Regions from separate parts of the Mus musculus genome. Here regions 2 and 3 are each linked to region 1. A link is a contact called in public HiChIP or PLAC-seq data. All regions are on one chromosome and are shown on one strand. The core of a region is the stretch at or near the end of the contact, and the rest is flanking DNA. Distances in the headings are between cores, read along the strand shown. Region 1 has its middle 29 kb from the start of Gm33647. Region 2 has its middle 31 kb from the start of Gm39834. Region 3 has its middle 15 kb from the start of Gm26422.

The links. HiChIP or PLAC-seq counts read pairs in DNA pulled down with a chosen protein or histone mark.
Region 2: a contact with region 1 is called in an H3K27ac HiChIP or PLAC-seq map of the NIH/3T3 cell line, with 11 times the contacts expected there. The contact joins two enhancer-like sites. A contact is called at or near these places in 1 of 39 promoter capture datasets (the HPC-7 cell line), 14 of 484 Hi-C or Micro-C datasets (the C2C12 cell line, the HL-1 cell line, bone marrow-derived macrophages and 10 more) and 17 of 115 datasets of contacts at active chromatin or transcription factors (the NIH/3T3 cell line, craniofacial prominence, differentiating embryonic stem cells and 11 more).
Region 3: a contact with region 1 is called in a CTCF HiChIP or PLAC-seq map of the NIH/3T3 cell line, with 8 read pairs. The contact joins two enhancer-like sites. A contact is called at or near these places in 1 of 15 datasets of contacts at CTCF or cohesin (the NIH/3T3 cell line), 1 of 484 Hi-C or Micro-C datasets (bone marrow-derived macrophages), 1 of 115 datasets of contacts at active chromatin or transcription factors (heart atrium) and 1 of 9 other capture datasets (embryonic stem cells).

The regions. Positions count from the first base shown.
Region 1 is chr2:60,938,746-60,941,671 of GRCm38.p6, forward strand. It overlaps a transcript of Rbms1 not described here. Among named protein-coding and RNA genes, the nearest start is that of Gm33647, 29 kb to the right of the region's middle. Within about 2 kb of position 1,401, at least 99 of the 459 cell types and tissues checked have an H3K27ac peak or open chromatin away from gene starts, as enhancers often do. A contact at or near this core is called in the C2C12 cell line, the HL-1 cell line, the NIH/3T3 cell line and 9 more, where this site is marked.
Region 2 is chr2:61,400,199-61,403,124 of GRCm38.p6, forward strand. No RefSeq gene overlaps it. Among named protein-coding and RNA genes, the nearest start is that of Gm39834, 31 kb to the left of the region's middle. Within about 2 kb of position 1,488, at least 176 of the 459 cell types and tissues checked have an H3K27ac peak or open chromatin away from gene starts, as enhancers often do. A contact at or near this core is called in the C2C12 cell line, the HL-1 cell line, the NIH/3T3 cell line and 9 more, where this site is marked.
Region 3 is chr2:61,294,041-61,296,966 of GRCm38.p6, forward strand. No RefSeq gene overlaps it. Among named protein-coding and RNA genes, the nearest start is that of Gm26422, 15 kb to the left of the region's middle. Within about 2 kb of position 1,416, at least 77 of the 459 cell types and tissues checked have an H3K27ac peak or open chromatin away from gene starts, as enhancers often do. A contact at or near this core is called in the NIH/3T3 cell line and heart atrium, where this site is marked.

The DNA of each region.
Region 1 (2,926 bases), core at 151-2,650:
CTAGTCTGGTGACTCAGAATCGCATGGAAAAGGTAGCAATCCAACATGATCTCTTACTCAAAAGAACAACACTTACCATGAAGAAAAAAAAGTCACTTAATCCAATGAAGCTGAAAACACAATGTCACCAGATACAGAATTCAGATGCATATAAACTGGTCACTCTGATTTGCTAAGATTAGCACCCTTTAATAACAACAAAAGGAGAACCAAAAGGAGAGATTTCTACAAAGCAACCATTTTTTTAAATTAGGATTTTTTTCAGTAAAAGAGAAAATATTAATTTATGAGAGATTATTTTTAAAGTTTACAGAAAATATCACAATCAGCTTTCTTCTACATTATAAAAAAATTAATACTAGAAAGAGATGTTTGAAATTATTTATTTCCTTGAAAAAAAATAAACCAGTTGGAATTCATAAATATGCATGGCTGTATATGCAATACTGTACCCTAAACACATAAAGGTACAATTAAAGATAGTTTAGCAATTGTTTATTTAAAGGCTATTTGGATCAACAGAGTGATCTTTTTTGACTGACAGCCAGTACTCCAAAGTCCCTCCTTCACGCTCACAAGTACCTTCAAATCCTTGTCCTGAATATTTTTTTGTCTAACTCAAGATAGACTTTCACATCTTTTGATGAGATTTTGAGAAGTTGGGGGTGGGGGCTTTATAATATAGAAAAATCAAAGGATAAAACATGATTTATAATATAGACTCTAAATTGTGAGTTTCAGGACAGATAGAGGGAAGCAAACAGGCAACTTTAACATGTAAAGTTACATGTATGAGGTAATTTTTTAATAGTTTGAAGTGCTCTGCCAGGGCCAGCATATACATCACATATTCTCCCATTTGTGAGCAGTGGTCATTTGTGTTGCACACACAACAGGAACACTTTGTATTCAGCCACTCAAACCTCTCTAATATCATGCTTAACACACTTCCTGATGTCAGACAACAGAATAGAAACTGGAGGCAGAAACAGCTGGAGCCACTGGCTCTAGGGGCCTGGGGTGAGCTCAGATCATCCTGGTACTGAGTCGGCTTTTGGTCTTTCCATGTCAGACAACAGAGCCATGCTTCATGTTGGTGTCAATATAAACTATTTTTCAGAACTACAAAGCCAAACACCCCTGAGAAACTGAAAGGAAAGATACTTTAGGGAAAACGCAATAGGTACATTAAAAATATATATTTATATTTCTGGACAACAGAACTATAAATCAATCCCTTATGTATTTCCACCCTTCCCCCAAATGACTAAATAAATCATGCTCATTGTATGGTTTCCCCCTATTGTCGCCATCAACATCAAGGACTTTTCCCTTCTGGGCTAACTGTAATGGTAAGTTGGTCTAATCTAACTTCTTAAACATGGCGTGGACTGCAACTGGCCAGTGGTTGGTTTCACTTTCAGCTCTCATATCATTCCAGCTCTTTTCAGAGAAACCATGGCAGGAAGACCCAGGAAGCATTCTTTTGTATTATTTCCCAGCATTATTTTCCAAAAAAATCCATCTTGTAATTAATTTAAACACTCTCCTATGTTGAGCTCAGCTTAAAGAAAATTGCATAGGCTCAGTTGCACACAAAATAAAAGTACTACATTCTTTGACAGAGAAATAATTCACTTTTGGCGATCCCTTTATTGTTGCTATCTTTAGCTTCTATGGGGACTTATGTGAAAAAAAAATCCAGCGTGCACTTGGAATTCCACATCAAGGTTCTGCATTCCTGTTTATGTTAAGAGTTCCAAGAATGATCACGTGTGCACGCTGGCCCCCCTTGGGCAGGGCTAGCATGAAAGGCCGTTCAACCACGTTGTTTAATTGTATATAGTCCAGCACTAGGCAACTCTCCAAACCTTACTGTAAACATTGTGCAAGGTCTGTGAGTTCTGCTACACAATGGAGTTCGGGCTTTGTACAGTTAACTTCAAGTGGCAGTTCACTTCTCTTCAGGGTTTTAGACCCCGTTAGCCATCACCAGTACACACTGCTTTGCCACAAACCAGCTGGCATTTAGGAAATCAGAAACTTAGAAATTGATGCTCTGCTCCAAGGGTATCATTCCCCCCCATCCCCCACACCCCAAGTGCACCGACTTGGCACAGGATTTAGGGTTTAGTTTCAAAGCTAAAGGGGAAGGCAATCTATCACAGATTCTCCTGTTAAGGTTGGAAACAGAACAGAGCCGAATGAGGAATTCTGAACACTGGCCGCCCAAGATGGAATTAAGTGTACTGGCTATAATGTCAGAGCAACCTCAAGATTTTGTTAATTTGATGGAACTATTATTTTAAACTGTTCAAAGAAGAAAGAAAGAAAGAAAGAAAGAAAGAAAGAAAGAAAGAAAGAAAGAAAGAAAGAAAGAAAGAGAAGTCACGTTTCTATACACTGTTGAACTCCACACTGGCTTCTGAGCTTTTGATTAGGAGGGAGAGGAAGGCAGAGAACATAGGGTAAGAGGTAGCACATTCCTACCCTTGAGTTTAGAAGAATGTGCCTCATTTACTGTTCAAAGGACACTGTTTATACATTCCAGACTTCCATCTTATAATTGCGCCAGGATTTGTAAAAAGGAAATCTCAGCAGGGCAGAGAAATTATTCAAAGCAATAGCTGCACATAATTGGTATAAAATACCCGAACAGTCTGCTCTGAAAACTCTCTTTCTCAGCGACGCACATTTACACCCCCTCAACTCTCTTTCAATATTCAAAGAGTTTGACTACTTCTCTTCTGGAGCTTGCATCTTTTCTTCCTTTCTTTCCTACAATGACTTTTTAAATGTTTTGTAAGTAGAATATAATGACATCATTTCCCCCTTCTCTTTTAATCCCTCCCCTCCATCCATCCCATGCACCTCTTTCTCTTTCTCAAATTCATGGCCTCTTTTTCTTTAGTTGTTACAAATGTCT
Region 2 (2,926 bases), core at 238-2,737, 460 kb after region 1:
AGCATCAGGACAGGTCTAATACGGGTGTTCCTTTCCTTTGTGAAGAGGCTAGATTTAACACTTTCCGCTGTAATTGTGTGAGGTTTGGTCTCAAATACAAAACTGTGGTACAGCACTGTTTGAAGAAATAATTGCGTTAAGCATGCAATAGTGATAGAGTGCCAGAGAAGAAACGGTCTCCTCGCAAAATTAACTGATGCTCATCCATTGCAAGATGACGTTTTAGAGGACACAAAGATAAAAATAAAAAAAAAATTAAAAAATTAAAAAAACAAACGCAAACTCTACACTGTATTGACTTGGAAGAGGAAATAAAACTTAGCAGTATTAAAGAGGTCTCTAAACTGAAAGTGAACCAATTGCTAAAATGGAAGGTCTGTAGATAATGGGAAGGGGCGGTGAGCAACACTGGCTGGAATGATCAAGAGGAGATCTGGAAATACAAGGTTGATTTAAGATAGACTCTGAAGGAAGGACTTAAAAGAAAAGAAACGACATTCCCAGCAAGTATCTGGTAAACCATGGCATACTTGCCAAGAAGAAATTTCATTTTGAGGTCATAAATGCCCAGATTGATCTAATCTTTATTCAAAACAAACTTCTAAGAAGAAGTTTAAGTGAACTTAGATCCTTAACAAAGGAGCCATTTCCCACTGAGAGGACTTAGATTGGGGCTTCTCCAGTTATCCTCAGCAGCCTCCAATTAGTCTAATCTCTGTAGGACGTGATCTCCGCCCAAGGCATTTGGGGGAGAAGGGTAAACACTGCCTTCTTTCTGGTCGCAGTAACAATTTTGAAATACTAACAGATAGATTATCCTTGTGCTTTTATCTTTCACCTTCCACCCCAGCTGCTTTGCACTCTTAGCCAGAGAGAGGGAGAAGGGAAGGGGAAAGAAGGGGGGAGAGAGAGAAGAAGAAGAGGAGGAGAGAGGAGAGAAGTGGGGAAGGGGGGGTAGGAGAGGCGCCACAAGGGGAGAGAGATGGTTGTTTTGTAGTACAAGATGGATGGGGGAGGGGAAACTTTGACTTTGAAAACTCCAAGTGGAAATTTTGAAAAAAGATAGGGAACGATTCTTAAGTTGCCCTCATCTTTAAAGATGTTGCACTAGATTAAGATGCCTAACATCATACAGTCTTCTATCTAGAACCACCCCCCCCCTTTTTTTTTCAAAACAAATGGTATGTTTCCTGGGGGCTTGGCTTCTCTGCAATTGTGTAGCCCTTGGTAGAATGACGTACTAGAGCCTTGGCCTCTCCTTTTCTTTATCATTAAGTGGGTACCAAATATGCTTCATTGATAAGGGCTTAATATTTTGTTATCTCTCCATTGAACCAAAATTCAAGGCGATGAATGCTTCAGCATATTCTAGAGTTCAAAATGTAAAGCCCAACAATTTTATCTAGTCTCATGACCTTAGTTTCCACGTATAAAGGCAAAAACCTCCAGCAAAGGGATGTTGTGTCTGCCTCAGACAGTGGTGGTGAAGGTTAAATTAGATACTGCTGAGGCATTTGCCACGGTGGGGGTGGGGGAAGTTGGCTCAGAGGACATAAGCACTACTGGTTTATTGGTGACAGAATGTCACATAAGAGCCCTCGTGTGCTTGTTTTCAATAAGTCTTTTCTGGCTAGTTAAACAACCCTATTTTAAGAGTCCCCAAAGTTAGGCATATACACGCCTCTTCCCTCTCTCTCCCCGCCAACACCTCACAATGACAGGGTCAAGAGACCGCCTTTGGTATATGCTGCCCCAAACCGACTCTTCTAGTCCCTGCTAATAAAATGTAAAGAATGTGATACAACAGGCGTCCCGAGTTAGGAGACGGAGGGAGGCTGCCAGAGATGTGGTCCCAGTGGGCTCTCAAAACCTCTAGTATTCAGTTTATCTTGGGTAAAGCCTTTGTTAGAATTAAAGAAAAAAAAAAAAAAAAGGCAGGCTGTTGCAAACCAGCTTCTCGGTAAGCTATAGTCGCTTCCTTGGCTACCCGCGACATGGGAATAATCGTTCAACTAGTCCCATTTCTATTGCGACTGGAAACAGGAAACGAATAAGGTACAGTCTTAAACAAAAACAAAGAGACTGAAAGACAAACCAGATTGTCCCAGGGTTCAGGAGAGGTTTGTGCTAAGTGTTAGAAGGTTCAGATCTGGTGGATCCTCCCCCACTTTCTGCCATTCCAGAAATTCCTTAGGGGGGGAGGTGAGGCGGGGGGGTGGGGGGGGGGGGGGGAAACGAAGAGCTGTTCTAAACTGCACAGCACTGCCATCTTCAGGGCCAACGGGGAAAATATTTTCCGGGTCAGTCAGACAAATCATCGTCCTGAATGCTTCATTTAAATATAATCAAATGCTTAAAACTTTGACAAGCATACAGTCTGTAACAGATTTTCTTTTTCTTTTAGCGTTTTCCATGTTTGGAATGTCAAAGGACACATTTTGGGGGGGGGAGGAGTCTGTGTATGTGATATATGAACATTAAAAATACGTATTTGCCAATTGAAAGTTATTTTCAACTGGAAAGATTAACTAGCTTACACTACACTGCCAGGTGATGGAGCAAAACAGACGCAAACATAGTGTTCTGAAATTTTTTTTTCCGTAAAAAGAAGAAAGGATGAATGTAATGGTTCCACAGTGCCGTTTGAACAGATGGTGTGATTAACAACTAGTGTGTTAGCCGTCTCAGGAGCTCACCGAGAGTAAACAAATGCAACGGGAAAATCACTTTCCTCCCCAAAGAGTTTTTAGTTCATTTTATTACGAAAATTTGGAAGTCTGCATTTTGAAAGCTGAGTATCCTTAGAGGATACTGGGAATAAGAAGGGAGGGAGGAGTTTCTGGAGGAAGACTCAGAAAGACTATTCTCTTCCTGATGAAGAATGCCGAAGCTCTCACAGAGCTGAGATGGGGGTAGTCTGGGCTGC
Region 3 (2,926 bases), core at 166-2,665, 360 kb after region 1:
ATTGCATATACTAGCAAGATTTTGCTAAAAGGACCCAGATATGGCTGTCTCTTGTGAGACTATGCCAGGCCTAGCAAACACAGAAGTGGATGCTCACAGTCAGCTATTGGATGGATCACAGGGCCCCAATGGAGGAGCTAGAGAAAGTACCCAAGGAGCTAAAGGGGTCTGCAACCCTATAGGTGGAACAACATTATGAACTAACCAGTACCCCGGAGCTCTTGACTCTAGCTGCATATGTATCAAAAGATGGCATAGTCGGCCATCACTGCAAAGAGAGGCCCATTGGACTTGCAAACTTTATATGCCCCAGTACAGGGCCAAAAAGTAGGAGTGGGTGGGTAGGGGAGTGGGGGGGGGACTTTTGGGATAGCATTGGAAATGTAAATGAGGAAAATACCTAATAAAATATTTTTTAAAAAGTAGTAAGGGAAAACAAATAAGATAATTTTATTTATATGAAGGCAGTTCATTGTCTAGCTGGGGACTGGGGTGAGTTAGGAGGTAAGCGGAGAAACTGTGAAAGCTACAAGAAGTCTTCTGAGAGAGGTAGACATGCTTGTTAATTTTAATTTGGTGATAGTTCATAGGTGACCTAATACCTTCAAACTCATCAAATTGTGCATCTTAGTATACAGTTTTCTTTGGAATATCTACACTATATATAAACTACGTGTGTGTGTGTGTGTGTGTGTGTGTGTGTGTGTGTGTGTGTGTGTGTAATATTTCTTTTTATGTCTCCTGGTGTAACCATTTATTTTTCAGCAGCTAGCAGCAAGTCACAAGAGAAAGCCAAGGCTCCCATTATATAATGTCCCCTGACAAGTGTCAGAGCATCTTAAAAGCGGCCACTGACTCCTTCCCTCTCATTACCCTATCTTCAGGCAGGATGCAGCTTTGCATCCTAATCTGAGACCTAATTGAAGCCATTTTAAGTTAAAGGGGGTTGTGGGGTAATGAGGTAAACCTAAAACACAACAGCCTATGAAAGGATACAAACGCAGGGATACAGACGCAGCCACTCTGAGATTTCTCAGTATTCTTGTTTGGTTTTTATGGTCTCAAATCAGCTGTCTTTCACAGGCCAGAAGAAAGGCTCCAATACAGCTTCAAATTCCCTTTATTAGAGCCTCACAGCCAAAGGGAACTAATTCTCCACGAAACCACAGTTTACAGGAAAAAGAAGAAAAGGCCCTATCTCACATCCAGGGCTTGCAATCAAAAGGTGGAGTCTGGAGGACTGGTTCCTGCCGTGCAGACAGGGGGACAGGAGTGAGGAGAGGTGAGCAAAATGGAGACATGTTAGCCAGAAAGTTTCCATCACATCCAGGATCCTAAACTCTGGCAATATGCAGACACTGTGTTTGTTTGTTTAGTTGTATTCTGTTTTGACTGGCTGTGGCACCAGGCCTGCATTCCTTTCCCAGAACTGCCTTATCCAGAAGATAACTGGTAACAGTCCCCAGGAGACCCTCCCTCGGCCTATCTAGAAGGCATTTCCTATTTGCTCTTTCTCAACCATAAAACAGAAAAGTAAGGTAATATTCACTTTTTACCACTCACTAAAATAGCAGCTGTAATTTCTTTTTTATCTTCTTGCCCCATTTATCTTTCAAATCCATTTCTCATCCCCTCTCTAGCTGCAGCCAAGGATGTTTATATCTAAAATGACTCAGGAAGGAAGTAGGGTTTGGCAGACACTCGCCTGCTTTTATATGCCTTGGGAACAGGCTCCTCACCCACTGAGAATAAGGTCAGTTTAATCCACTCCCGTGGGTAAAGTTAGTCAGCAAGGACTTGTTGAATCACCCTGTCCGAGTTGCCCAATAACAGCAAAAATGAAGCAACTTTGTATTGTATTAAGAACAACTGTTGAGTTAGGAATGGGGTACTATTTACGGTGATATCAAATAACAAAAGATGCTTCATTTTACGAATGTCAAAACGTTTACATTTCAAGTCCTCTTTGGCTCTGATGGAAGTTGAAAGTTGTTGTTTAGTAGGGTTATTTTTCTTATTGTGTTTCTCTCTGCCATCAGAAACACAAAACTAAACTATCATCTTTTCATATTTTATTTAAAAAAATGTCTATTTGCTTTCAGAATCCATTATGAAAATAAAAGTCATTTCTACCCTTGTCTAAACCACTGCTCTCAAAAGTACGTTCTTTGTTAGTTAGTTTTCAATATTTCCAAATTCACTTCAAAGAGCCTGGTTAATATTTAAAAGACTTTTCCCGAAGTCTTCCACCTCAGGCATAATTTTTATCTTCCCATGAGCATCCCTGCTGTAGGCCAATTGGGAATTCTAGTAGAAGAATTTAAGCTTCTTGTGGTCCAAATCTACCAATAATTCCCAGACACATCTTTTTCACTGGCTCTCTTAACTGTGCTTTTTCCTCTCTCTCTCCCTCCCTCTCTGTCCCCTCTCTCTCCTACCCTGTCCCCACCCCCAGTATAACTATATAATTTCTAAGCCATCACTGTGAAGTGCATTATACCATTTGTCTTTTAAACCTTTAAGGCTTATCACAGACCTAGTGTCATCCGTGAGGCAGACGGAAAGCTATTCAGCTTCTCCATTTGGAGGGAGGATGGAGACAGCGAAAGCCCAATGGCTTTTCACCAGTCATATGGCAGGACGACCCTGAAAGACTGAGAAGAAAACTAGCCAACTGCCTAACTCCATTCTCTCCACTCTATGGCTCAACCCACCAGAGCTCACTGTCCATAATTCTCTCAGCTAGTTCACAGGAGTTACGCAAGCCGACCTTTCTATTTTCAAATTATAGACATAAACTGCTAGTCCCTAACTGTTGATTTTAGACATTAACTTCTTCTTATGCTAAGCGGAGATTTCACCCCAGCAACCCATTTTCTCCACACAATGCATTTTCAATCACATTTTGTGATTCTGAAATCAACAC